Linked DNA regions of Sus scrofa: region 1 is linked to region 2. Evidence: chromatin contacts called from public Hi-C data. All regions are on one chromosome and are shown on one strand. Each heading gives the region's core, a stretch centred on a gene start, on an enhancer-like site or on the middle of the called end of the contact. The rest is flanking DNA. Distances are from core to core; before and after follow the strand shown. Region 1 holds the start of ZRANB1 (ubiquitin thioesterase ZRANB1). Region 2 holds the start of BUB3 (mitotic checkpoint protein BUB3).

Region 1 (5,359 bases), core at 2,767-5,266, 1.6 Mb after region 2:
AGCGCTTAAACTCGGTTGTTTGACTCCAAAGTCCGTGTCCTTTCCGCCTCACCCAGCTGCCTCTTATAGAACGTTTCTAGGTCCAGAGAGTAACACCAGTGAAGTTGTTCCAGACCCTCGATGTCTCCAACTTCTTTAAAAGACTCAGTAGAATTTCGATAATTCCTCTTGTAACTGAATGTCTACTGTATCGGGATGCCTCATTCAAGGTTTATGACAATTTCTTTCTTTCTTTCTTTTTTAAGGGCCGCACACGTGGCACATCAGGGTCCTGGGCTAGGGGTCTAATCGGAGCTGTTGCTGCCAGCTTACACCACAGCCACAGCAATGCCCGATCCGAGCCGCGTCTGTGACCTATAGCACAGCTCATGGCAATGCCAGATCCTTAACCCACGGATCAAGCAAGGCCAGGGATCAAACCTGCAACCTCATGGTTCCTAGTCGGATTTGTTTCCGCTGCACCTTGACGGGAACTCCTTTTTTTTTTTTTTTTTTTTTTTCTTTTTATGGCCACATGTGAGGCATATGGAAGTTCCTGGGCTAGGGGGTCTAATCTGAGCTGCAGCTGCCGGCCTACATCACAGCCTTCCTTCCATTGCCAAGTGGAGGGGTCTATAGTCACAGATTTGACACCATACACGCCTTCAGCTTTTGAAATCTGGCTTCTATCCCCACCATCCTATTGAGAACTCTTCTCTGGAAGGTCGGTAAGGCTCTTATCAAATACAGGGACCTTTTCTCTTTTCTGATTCCTAGGTCTTCTTCTATGTTCTTAAGGCTCTCCTCCCCTTTGGCTTCTAGAATCCCTTTTCATCTCCTGGTTTTCTGACCCATCTTTTCCTCTTCCTTTGGCAGTCTTTCTTTTTCTTTCCCATTCCTCTGGCTTCAGTGGTAACTTCTACCTAGATAACTCCCTGACGTTTACCTCCAGATCCAGCCTGTCAAATTGTCAGCATCTCCTGAGCCCAGGATACCTGGTCTAGCAGTTCACATCCCTTCTTATCTAGTTCCTCTCCTGGGTTTGATTCTGACTTTTCATTCCTTCTTCGCCCTAGATTCAGACACTGGCAAACCCTGGATGTTCTACTGTCTCCCTATTTCACTTCTGTCCCCTCCTTTCCATTTCCACTACTTCCACTACTTTGGTTTTAGGTCTTTGACTTTTTTTTTTTTTTTTCTGGCTGCACCCTTGGCATGTGGAAGTTCTAGGGCCAGGGATCAAAGGTGCCACGGCAGTGACAATGCCAGATCCTTACCCGCTGAACCACCAGGGAACTCCAAAAAGAACTTTTAAAGAAAACAACAGTGGATACTTTTTTCCCAATGAAATATTTCTCAGAAATATATATAAGGAGAATGATAATTTAGTCTCTGTGCCAAACAGACAAATCAGTTCCTTCATTGTAACAATGCTGCCTGCTCTATTTGCTGATATCTTTTTTACAAATGTGGTGCAATGGAAAAAAGATTTGACAGGGGAATCAAGAGCTTTGTGTTCTAATTTTAGATCTCGATGGTCTGGCTTTTGGTAAGTCACTTAAAATCTCTAGGCATTAGTTTCTCAATCTGCAAGCTGCAGGGCTGGGACAGTGTCAGTAGTTGCCTGCACATTCTAGACACCTGGGGAGTGTGTTGAAAGCATAGCCAGTGCAAGCTATCCTTCTGGGGATGGTTTCGGTAGGTCTGGGTGGGGCCCAGATATGCATATTTTGAAAAGTTCCTCAGGTAATTCTAATGGGTAGCCAGGGCTGAGACCCACTGGCCTGGTATCAAGTACCTTTTCAGCTTTAACATATTCATTTTTGGATCTGCTCTTCCTCTCAATTACAAGATGCTTCTCATTTGAATCTACTTAGCACATTCTACCTCATATTATAATCATGGTTATTTTTGCCTTGCCCTCTTTCCTATGCTGTAGTTTTCCCAAACACGGAATGTGTCTTACGCATTTTCGTGTGCTTGTTCTTCCTTGGCACATGGTACTTAGCTAAATTGAGCGAGGAGTTAATAAGCTTACCCAAACAATATCCCTTTCCTTTAACAAAAAGAACTACAACCCCAGTTAAGCAGAACACCCAATCCTGTGGTTCTTGCTAACTTGTAGGTGAGATTCAGGAAGGCTCTTAAAATATTTTCAAAGTGACATGTTGGTGGAATCATTTGTTCTTACACAATAACGTGATGTAATTTTATGTACCATTGTGTTAGTTATATGTTTGAGAATGTGTATTAAGTTTTGTAGGCAAAAGACTATTGCATTTCAATTTATTGATGCATCCTTGAGCAAATAATGTTTCTCTGGAAAGGTGGTGGTTATCGAAAATCTATCATAGAAATGGCTACGAGGATAAAACATATCAATAATTACAAAACAAACTGTTGGGGAAAGGAAGCTATATAGATTATTACTCTTCAGCCATAGTGAAGTAGCTCACACATCCTTTGCCATACACATGCAAAGAGAGACTACGAATACCAGGTACAGTGATGCTAGATAGTCTCCACCCAAGTTATAAAAATCCAATTAAACTCTGAAAAATACATTCTTTCTATTGAGGTGTTCAATAGAACTGCTAAATGCCCTTTGACAGCGCTGTAGTTCTTCAACAGATAACTTTTAAAGAGGTTTACAACTTTTAAAGAGCTGCTGTGTTTTGTGTCATTCAAACTCTCGAAATAAAATCTGAACTGTGAAAAGTGCAGGGTGAAATTTCACTGGGAAAAAACGGTTTTCCAGCCAGAAAAATATGACATACTCATGGGGTCTTAGCAAATAGCAAAATGACTTAGACTATCTGGCTATGGTTACATTAAAAAAGAAATACACAAAATACATCACCATATAACATATTCTCTTTATAAATCCTTTTATTTTTTTGGCCTCCCTGGGAATGTACAAGTTCCCAGGCCAGGGATGGAACCGGTGCCACAGCAGTAACAAGGAGGGGTCTCTAACCTGCTGTGCTACCAGGTAACTCCTTAACATAGTCTCTTTAGAACTTGGGCTCTGCTAATTCTCCTGGCTGTATTTTTTCCACGGCTATAACATATCCTCTTTCTTACTCTTGGACTTCACAGAGAAGGCAACCACTAGAAAATCAGTTTACCCAAAACTAGAGTTAGGTAGGAGGTAGTGGTGGTAGTGGAGACTGCACAAAAAGCAGCCTCCATGGCTTAAAAGTTTTTTTTCTTTAATTGAGATATAATTGGCATATAACTTCATGCTTTTTCATGATGTATATGGGTACATATATAATACATACATTATAAATATACACATACACACACATAAATGGATAGCCGTCTCGAAAGCAGGAATAAAAAACAGACGTAAAATATACATAAAGATTAAACTTTCAAAACCTAAATCTTTATCCTCCCTGGTATCAAGACTTTGAAACTCCCTAAGGCAAAGTGAGGCCGAATCGGGCACTAAGGAGTCCGCTCGGGGAGCCTTCGCGGTGGACTTAGAAGGGTGGTGAATCAGTCGCAGGGAAGAGTCACGCGGAGCAGTGCAGCTGCCACGACGCCCTCCGCGCCGCCCAGTCTGCGTCCCCAAACCCTGCGCACGCCGCGCTGGCCCGCCGCCTCCCGGCGCCCTCCGCCCGCCGCCGAGGTCCCGCAGCCCCAGCGGGCCTGCCGCCGCACAGAGGGCGGGGCTCCTCACAATCGGGCCGGGCGCCGGGGTGACGTCACCTTTCCGCGGCCCGCCTTCTGCGCCCGGAAAGAGGCGGCTGCCCATTGGCTGCGCCGCTCGCGGCCTCGGGGCCAATGACAGGGCGGCGAGCGGCGGGGTCCGGCCTTGACGTTGTGCAGCTTGCCGTGGGGTTTATTTGGCTCCGGGGTCCCGCACCGCCGCCATTAGGAGCCCGCAGCGTCCGAGGCCGCCCCCCTCTCTCCCCCCTCCCCCGGCGCCCCCCCCGTCTCCGCGCCTGCTCTCCGCCCCTCTGCCCCTGCCTCCCGCAGCCGGGAGCCGCGCGCGGGCCCGCGGAGACCATGTCCTGACTGAGGGGAGAGGGCGGAGGCGGCAGCAGCGGGGCGGGCGGCGGCGCGGAGGGAGGCGGAGAGGGGCCGGGCTCGGCTCGTTGCCCCGGGCTGCTCCGGGAGTCGCCGCGGCCGTCGCGGCCGCCGGGCGCCGAGCGTCGGACAGGGAGGAGGAGCAGGAGCTGGAGGAGGAGCCGCCGCCGCCGCCGCCAGGTAACCGGGCCCCGGGAGGGCGTCCCGCCGCAGGCCCCTCGCGGCCCCGCCGCGGCCTGCCTGGCCCCTCGCTCCCTGACGGCGCCCAGGCCGCCGGTCTCCCGGGCGGCCCGCCCGCGCCCCCCGAGGCGGCTTCGCAGGCTGGGAGAGGGGAGGGGGCCCGGCCCGGCCCCGCTGTGCTTCCATCTTGGGCTTTCCAGGTGCGGGGACAGGCCCGGGGCTGTGGGAGGGTGGGTCCGCCGGCTTGTTTACCGACCATCGATCAGCCGCGCTGGCTGGACGCGCCGCCGGCCCGGCCACCTCTCTTCCGCCAGATTCCCCCTCCCCCCAACTTCTTTTCCTGCCACCTACGGGCAGATGAGTGGGATTTTGCTCCCATTCTGCAATAGGCCCGAAATACTTGGGTCCGTCGCCACAAGTTGGTGCAGGTTCCCAAACTTGGATTTCGGTCCCTTGGTGGCTTCCTCTCCGCCTCCCGCGGTGGCCTCCACTGGTCGCCTTTTCTGTCTAAGGAAATAAAGGTGGGGGCGACGGGGGTGGGCTGGGGAGGCGGAGCTGGAACTGGTGGAAAGACTGTCTGCCCCTCTCCTCGCAGTTACGCTTGTACAGTGCGACTGGGTGCTATTTTCTCCACTGTGGCTTGGTGTGGGTCATTTCACAGACAAAAGGACTGAAATGCATACTTGCATTAAGCACCAGGGACCTGTTTAGGTTCAGCCTGGAAGTTTGAGCCGGCCCATTATCTTTGAGATACGCTGGTGTTTTGAAACTCTCTCGTTGAGAATTTAGTCTTTCAGTTATTTGATTGCCTTTTCCGTAACTCTGTAGACCCTCAGGTTAAACGCCGTCTCCTCTGCCCAGTATTTTGGTCTGTGTGCTCGCCGTATGATATTTTGTTGTCAGTACATTTAATGTACAAAAATACTCTTTGGGGAACACAGTTGAAGAGAAATCTTTAGCTCTGGGAAACGTTACATAATGAGTGGCTTTTCTCTCTGAGGTCTCTCTTTAGTTGATTTCTTTATCACTTGTGCGACCTCAAGGGTACCCATGTTTTCATCAAACATGGATGACTCAGTGTTCAGAACATAAGCCAGGGGAAACCATAAGGAATTTTGATCTTGGCTTGTGCCAAGGGCCTTAGCAAAGTAATCTAAACTAT
Region 2 (5,269 bases), core at 840-3,339:
CTATTTGAATGTTCCATGCAGAAATAACCACATTGCCTTCAAGGAACTACTTGTATAGAAGTGTTTCATCCATATCATTTTTGTCTGCATTTCAACAGACGACTTTTTTTTTTTTTTTTTAAAGAGACGATTTTTTTAACGGTATTGGATAGTTATATGCTTCTTGGTCTTAATTCTTTTGTAGGAAGTGGTTTCCTCTAGGCAGTTAATGGCAGAGTGACTTTTGCCTTTTTTTAGAGATGACCCATTTCCAATTTGTCATATGGTGGATATTTCACTTAAAAAAATAATCCAGAAATTAACAGTCGAAGGTTGAACCAACAGTGTGATTAGTTTCTAGGAATTTCTCGTTCTTATAGGTAACTAAGTACACACACACACACACACACACACACACACACACACACACACACACGGCTTTGCATTTGGATTTAAAATGATGTTTAAGACTCCATTGTGGCCAGATTTCCTATCTCAGGACTATCAATTCATTTGAATAATCAGCAAAATCATCAGCCTCCTTTCAGGGTCTAAACTGGATTTAAAAGATTGACGTTTCTTAAAACTCAAATCGAGTCCGGCTGCAACTGCATGCCCAGAGGGACCTGAATCATACACACACTGGATAATGAAATACACTTAGATTTTATTAGCGGATAATTCATGCTCAGAATCTCGAAACACTAGTAGAATTAAATAAACAACTGGGAGAGGGAACCAAATAAAATTATTTGGAGATAAAATTATTTAACCAAAATTAGAGTGGAGGCAAGGCACTGCACTTTAAAATTCTTAACCTAGCCATTAAGTTGTTGAAAGAGAACCAAGCATGAGGACTGGTGAGGAGGGAGGGCAAAGATCTGTCCTTTTGGCTGGAATATCATCAATACACTGGGCAGAAGGGTGGTTGTTGTGTGTTGACCGTGTCAAGACTCATAAAGAGAAGTGCACCTGAGTCTGTGTATTTGAATGGTTTAAGGACCAACAACACTTTTTTCTCTACCAAGGTACCTTAGAAAGTAAACACCTTAAGCTCAACAATTTCCTCCCACTTCATACGAAATCACATAGTAAAATAGTGAAAAAGACCTTATAGCATGGATTAAATTGAAAAATTTCAGTGAGCCTTTGATATTCAAGAGTAAGTCGCAGCTTCTAGTTATAAATTAAGTATTGCATTTCTTTCAGGGAGGCCAAATTATTTCTTAATACAGAAGCAACCTTCTTGATTCTTCTCTTTCTGGAAGATTCTAGAAACAGAAAATAGAGCAAACCTAACCTGGAAGTTTAGGGAGTTGTTGGGGTGGGGGGTGGATGGGGAGAAGCTTGTAGCTATCATTTCAGGACCCTACTTGAACATATGTCTAAAAGAAGCTTTTGCGCTTTAATACATTGTGAGTGTTTGTTCCCCAGTCTGTTCAACCTCCTGGACAGAGTTCCTTGAACAAACAATGGTCTGATTAATGCACATTTCCAATCTCTCACCAGGCCTGGCACACACTGGGTGCTCAATTAATGTTTGCAGAAAGATGGAATGAAGAGACAAAGAAGAGTATAAATAAGGATGAGTTTCTCTGAAGTCAGCAGATCTTACGACAGTGGTAAATGTGAGACCCTGGTTCATAGGTGGAAATTCCAGGAGAAAAAAGTAGGGAAAATACGCAATTGATTAGAGCAAATATTTCCCCATTCCAATTTTTGGTTCACTTCATGGGCATATATGTACGTCCAGTGGAAGGGAGACTAATTTAGCTCTATAAAAGTACTGACCAAAACGGGGTTATTGCGCGTGAGAAATTAACTGAGGTGGAGAGGGCGCCAAGAGTCAAACTAGAAAAAGCATCTTTCCCGCTTGCTATTCAGGAGACTACTAGGGCGTGGGCCCCCGAGGAGACTACATTTCCCAGCGTGCACATAAGGACAGGAGAGGGCGTGAGCGCTGCCTTGGCGCGATGCTCTTTGGGAATTGTAGTTTTCACTTGTCCAGGACCGGCGTGGCTGTTTCAGCCTAGTGGTGAAACGAGATCACGTGATCGGAAAGTCCGTGGTTCGCCTTTGAGCCGGAAGAGGTTGACTGGGTTGACCTACTCCCGCCTTCCGGCGGACCTATCGGCGGCCTAGAGTGAGGCGTTGGCGTTTGAAATCAGCCAATGGCAGGCATAGGCTGGAGCAGCTACTCCGCCTCCTTCGCCCGGCCCGCGAGTGCGGCGAGGGAAGCTCGGCGGCGGCGGCGGTGGCGCGCGGTGTCGAGCGGCGGCGAAGTTGCTTCTGAAGGGAGCCCAAGGTAGCGGGAAATGGTAGCCGGGCGCAGAAGTGAACTCCCCGGAAACTCCTGGGGCCTAGGGCTGGCGGAGCCGTCCTCTGGGAACCGGTTTCGCTTGTATAGCTCTTCCTTTATTGTAGGAGCATTCGGGGCGGCAGGCCTTGTTGGAGAGGCGGGCGTGCGGGAGCCCGCGGCGGGGAGGGGCGCGGCGGGCCAGACCGAAGGCTAGAGTTTGGGGTGCAGTGGCGTGAGCTTAAGAGGGGCGCGTTAGAGGGGCGGCAGTGGGTGGCGGTGAGGCCCGACCCTGGCTGGCGGGCCGGCCGAGCGCAGGCGCAGAGGCGGTGTCGCCGGCCTTCCCCAGGTCCCGCCCCCTGCTCCCCCCGCCCCCGCGACCGGGCCTTCAGCCAGTGCGGCCCCCCGGCCCCGAATTCTTGGGGACTCTCACTGAGCGCTTTTTCCGTAGATGACCGGTTCTAACGAGTTCAAGCTGAACCAGCCACCCGAGGACGGCATCTCCTCGGTGAAATTCAGCCCCAACACCTCCCAGTTCCTGTTGGTTTCTTCCTGGGACACATCCGTGCGCCTCTATGATGTGCCGGCCAACTCCATGCGGCTCAAGTACCAGCACACGGGCGCCGTCCTGGACTGCGCCTTCTACGTAGGTGTCTCCGCTCCTGCCCCCTTTTTATGTTATGAGATTCCTTTGTTAATAGCGTCCCTTTTCCAGTGTTGAGCAGGGGCTTTTGTCGTTGGAGTTATTTGTACAGCTTCACTAACTCCACTCCCTCTGCCCGAACACACATCTGCCCCAGGTACTGTTTTTTTGGTTCTCTTTTCTTTCTTTTCTTTTTTTTTTTTTTTTTTTGGCGCTGGGGACGTGCAAATGTCGGAAACTCGTTCTCCCCTTTGCTTCTAATGGAGTACCTCTGCAAACTTTCTGGGCATAATGAATTTGAAACTCAAAAGAAGACAGTAAAATTTGGCTGACTTATTAAAGGGAAGGCTTTTTAGTAACTACTAGGAATGCTTGTTTATTCTCGGTCACTGCGGTGAACAGTTCTTTCTTAATTTGATGACATAGGGTGTAGAACACTTATTTGTTCTATTTTTTGAACTTTTTTTTCTGTCTGCAATTAATGTTGAGCTTGTTGTACATCTTGAATGTAAAGGAAATAGTTGGCTGTAGAAACAGGAATTTAAAAACACTTTTTGAAGTGCTGTAAGTTTTACGAGTTCCCTTGTGGCACAGCAGGTTAAGGATCTGGCATTGTCACTCCAGCCCCTCCAATTGCTCCTGTGGCTTGGGTTCCATCCACTGCCTGGTAATTTACACATGCTGCTGGTGTGGCCCAAAAAAAATAATAATAGCTTTGTAAGTTTTGAATGATTTGAAACTTTATCTTGTAGGATCCAACGCATGCCTGGAGTGGGGGATTAGACCATCAATTAAAAATGCATGATTTGAATACCGATCAAGGTAACGTAGCCACATTTTTATCAGTTTATTGTTTTCTTGATTAGTGCTTACTTTGCTTGCTTATAAATGTTTATTTAAGAAAAGTAGTTCCTGAGTTGCTTAATTCCTAAGTAGCTTAGATACAAGTAGTAGTGACTTGAATTTAGGACTTTTTGTTTAAATCACTGTTATGATCACAAAATATTATGCATGTATTTTATCAGTAAAACTCATGATCTCCATCCGAAGTGTGTACGTGAAGTGGCACTTAAGTATTTGACCTTTTCTTGTCCTCAGAAGTGGATTGGATCCTGCAATGGTCTACCTTTCCATAGGATTTTCTTACTGTAGGACAGTACTGATGTTTCAGAGTTCTCTTTTCAGAAGCTAATTTAGTTTACACTGAAGGAAGATAGGTTTTTAAAAATCTAACATTTTAAAATAGCCAAACTGTCAGGTACCATATTAACCCAGCTTATGTGATTGTTTTAGCATAGAATATGCTTCAGTTGCGTTTATTGAATGAATGACAAGATGAAACTCTTTCTTAGAGATGTGAAATACCCACATTTTTATGTTGACTTTGGAGCAGAATAGAGCTTGGAATGGAACCCAAATATACAGAGCTTTTTAGTTAAGAGTTGTGTGTGTGTGGGGGGGTATATGCACACATTAGACATAGATGTACTTGAAGGACAAGGCAGGCCACGAGGTATGACTTAATGAGGATGAATTGGACAGTGGGAGGATGGGCACAATATCTTGTCCAAACAAAACCTAATCACAAGAGGCTTTTATATGAAAGCCATTTTGTCATGTACTATAACTGCAGGTGTTTGGTTTTGTTTGCTAGCAGCTTATTCTACATAGTAAGTTAGCTTGCAGGTTCAGGTCTTATTTGAAAACTTGGGAGGAAAAAAAGCACTGAAAACCAAACCCAGATTTTTGATGCTAGAGACCATAATTAAGGGAGTTAGCTGTTTATTCTCAGAAGGTCATTGCTGAACTTCATGAAATAATTTTCTAGTTTAGATGATATATTTTTATTTTTAATTTAATTTTTTGCTTTTTAGGGCTGTACTTCTGGCATATGGAAGTTCCCAGGCTAGGGGTCCAGTCAGCGCTAGAGCTGCCAGCCTATGCCACAGCAACTTGGGACCTGAGCTGAATCTTTGATATACGCCCCAGCTCACCGATACGCCGGATCCCCAACCCACTGAGCGAGGCCAGGGATCAAGCCCAAATCCTCATGTATACTAGTTGGATTTGTTTTCATTGAGCCGCAGTGGGAACTCTTAGATGATTTATTTTTAAAACAAGTAGTTTTTTTCTTTTTCTTTTTTTTTTTGCTTTTTAGGACCACACCTGCGGCACATGGAGGTTCCTAGGCTGGGGTCCAATTGGAGCTACAACTGTCGGCCTGCACTACAGCCACAGCAATGCTAGATCCTTAACCCACTGAGCAAGGCCAGAGATCAAACCTGCAACCTCATGGTTCCTAGTCATATTCACTGCACCACGACGGGAACTCCCTAAACAAGTAGTTTTCG

What was found. Hi-C and Micro-C count contacts between places; a contact is called where the count stands out from the background.
Region 1: a Hi-C map of embryonic fibroblasts shows a contact between it and region 2, with 1.9 times the contacts expected there. The contact joins the promoter of ZRANB1 here to the promoter of BUB3 in region 2. A contact is called at or near these places in 2 of 47 Hi-C or Micro-C datasets (embryonic fibroblasts and liver).

Annotation. Positions count from the first base shown.
Region 1 is chr14:134,249,911-134,255,269 of Sscrofa11.1, forward strand. ZRANB1 (ubiquitin thioesterase ZRANB1) reads left to right here and starts at 4,017. Exons shown (of 10, transcript XM_013983854.2): 1 at 4,017-4,197.
Region 2 is chr14:132,700,999-132,706,267 of Sscrofa11.1, forward strand. BUB3 (mitotic checkpoint protein BUB3) reads left to right here and starts at 2,090. Exons shown (of 8, transcript XM_005671519.3): 1 at 2,090-2,284; 2 at 2,727-2,921; 3 at 3,671-3,740. The coding sequence starts at 2,727.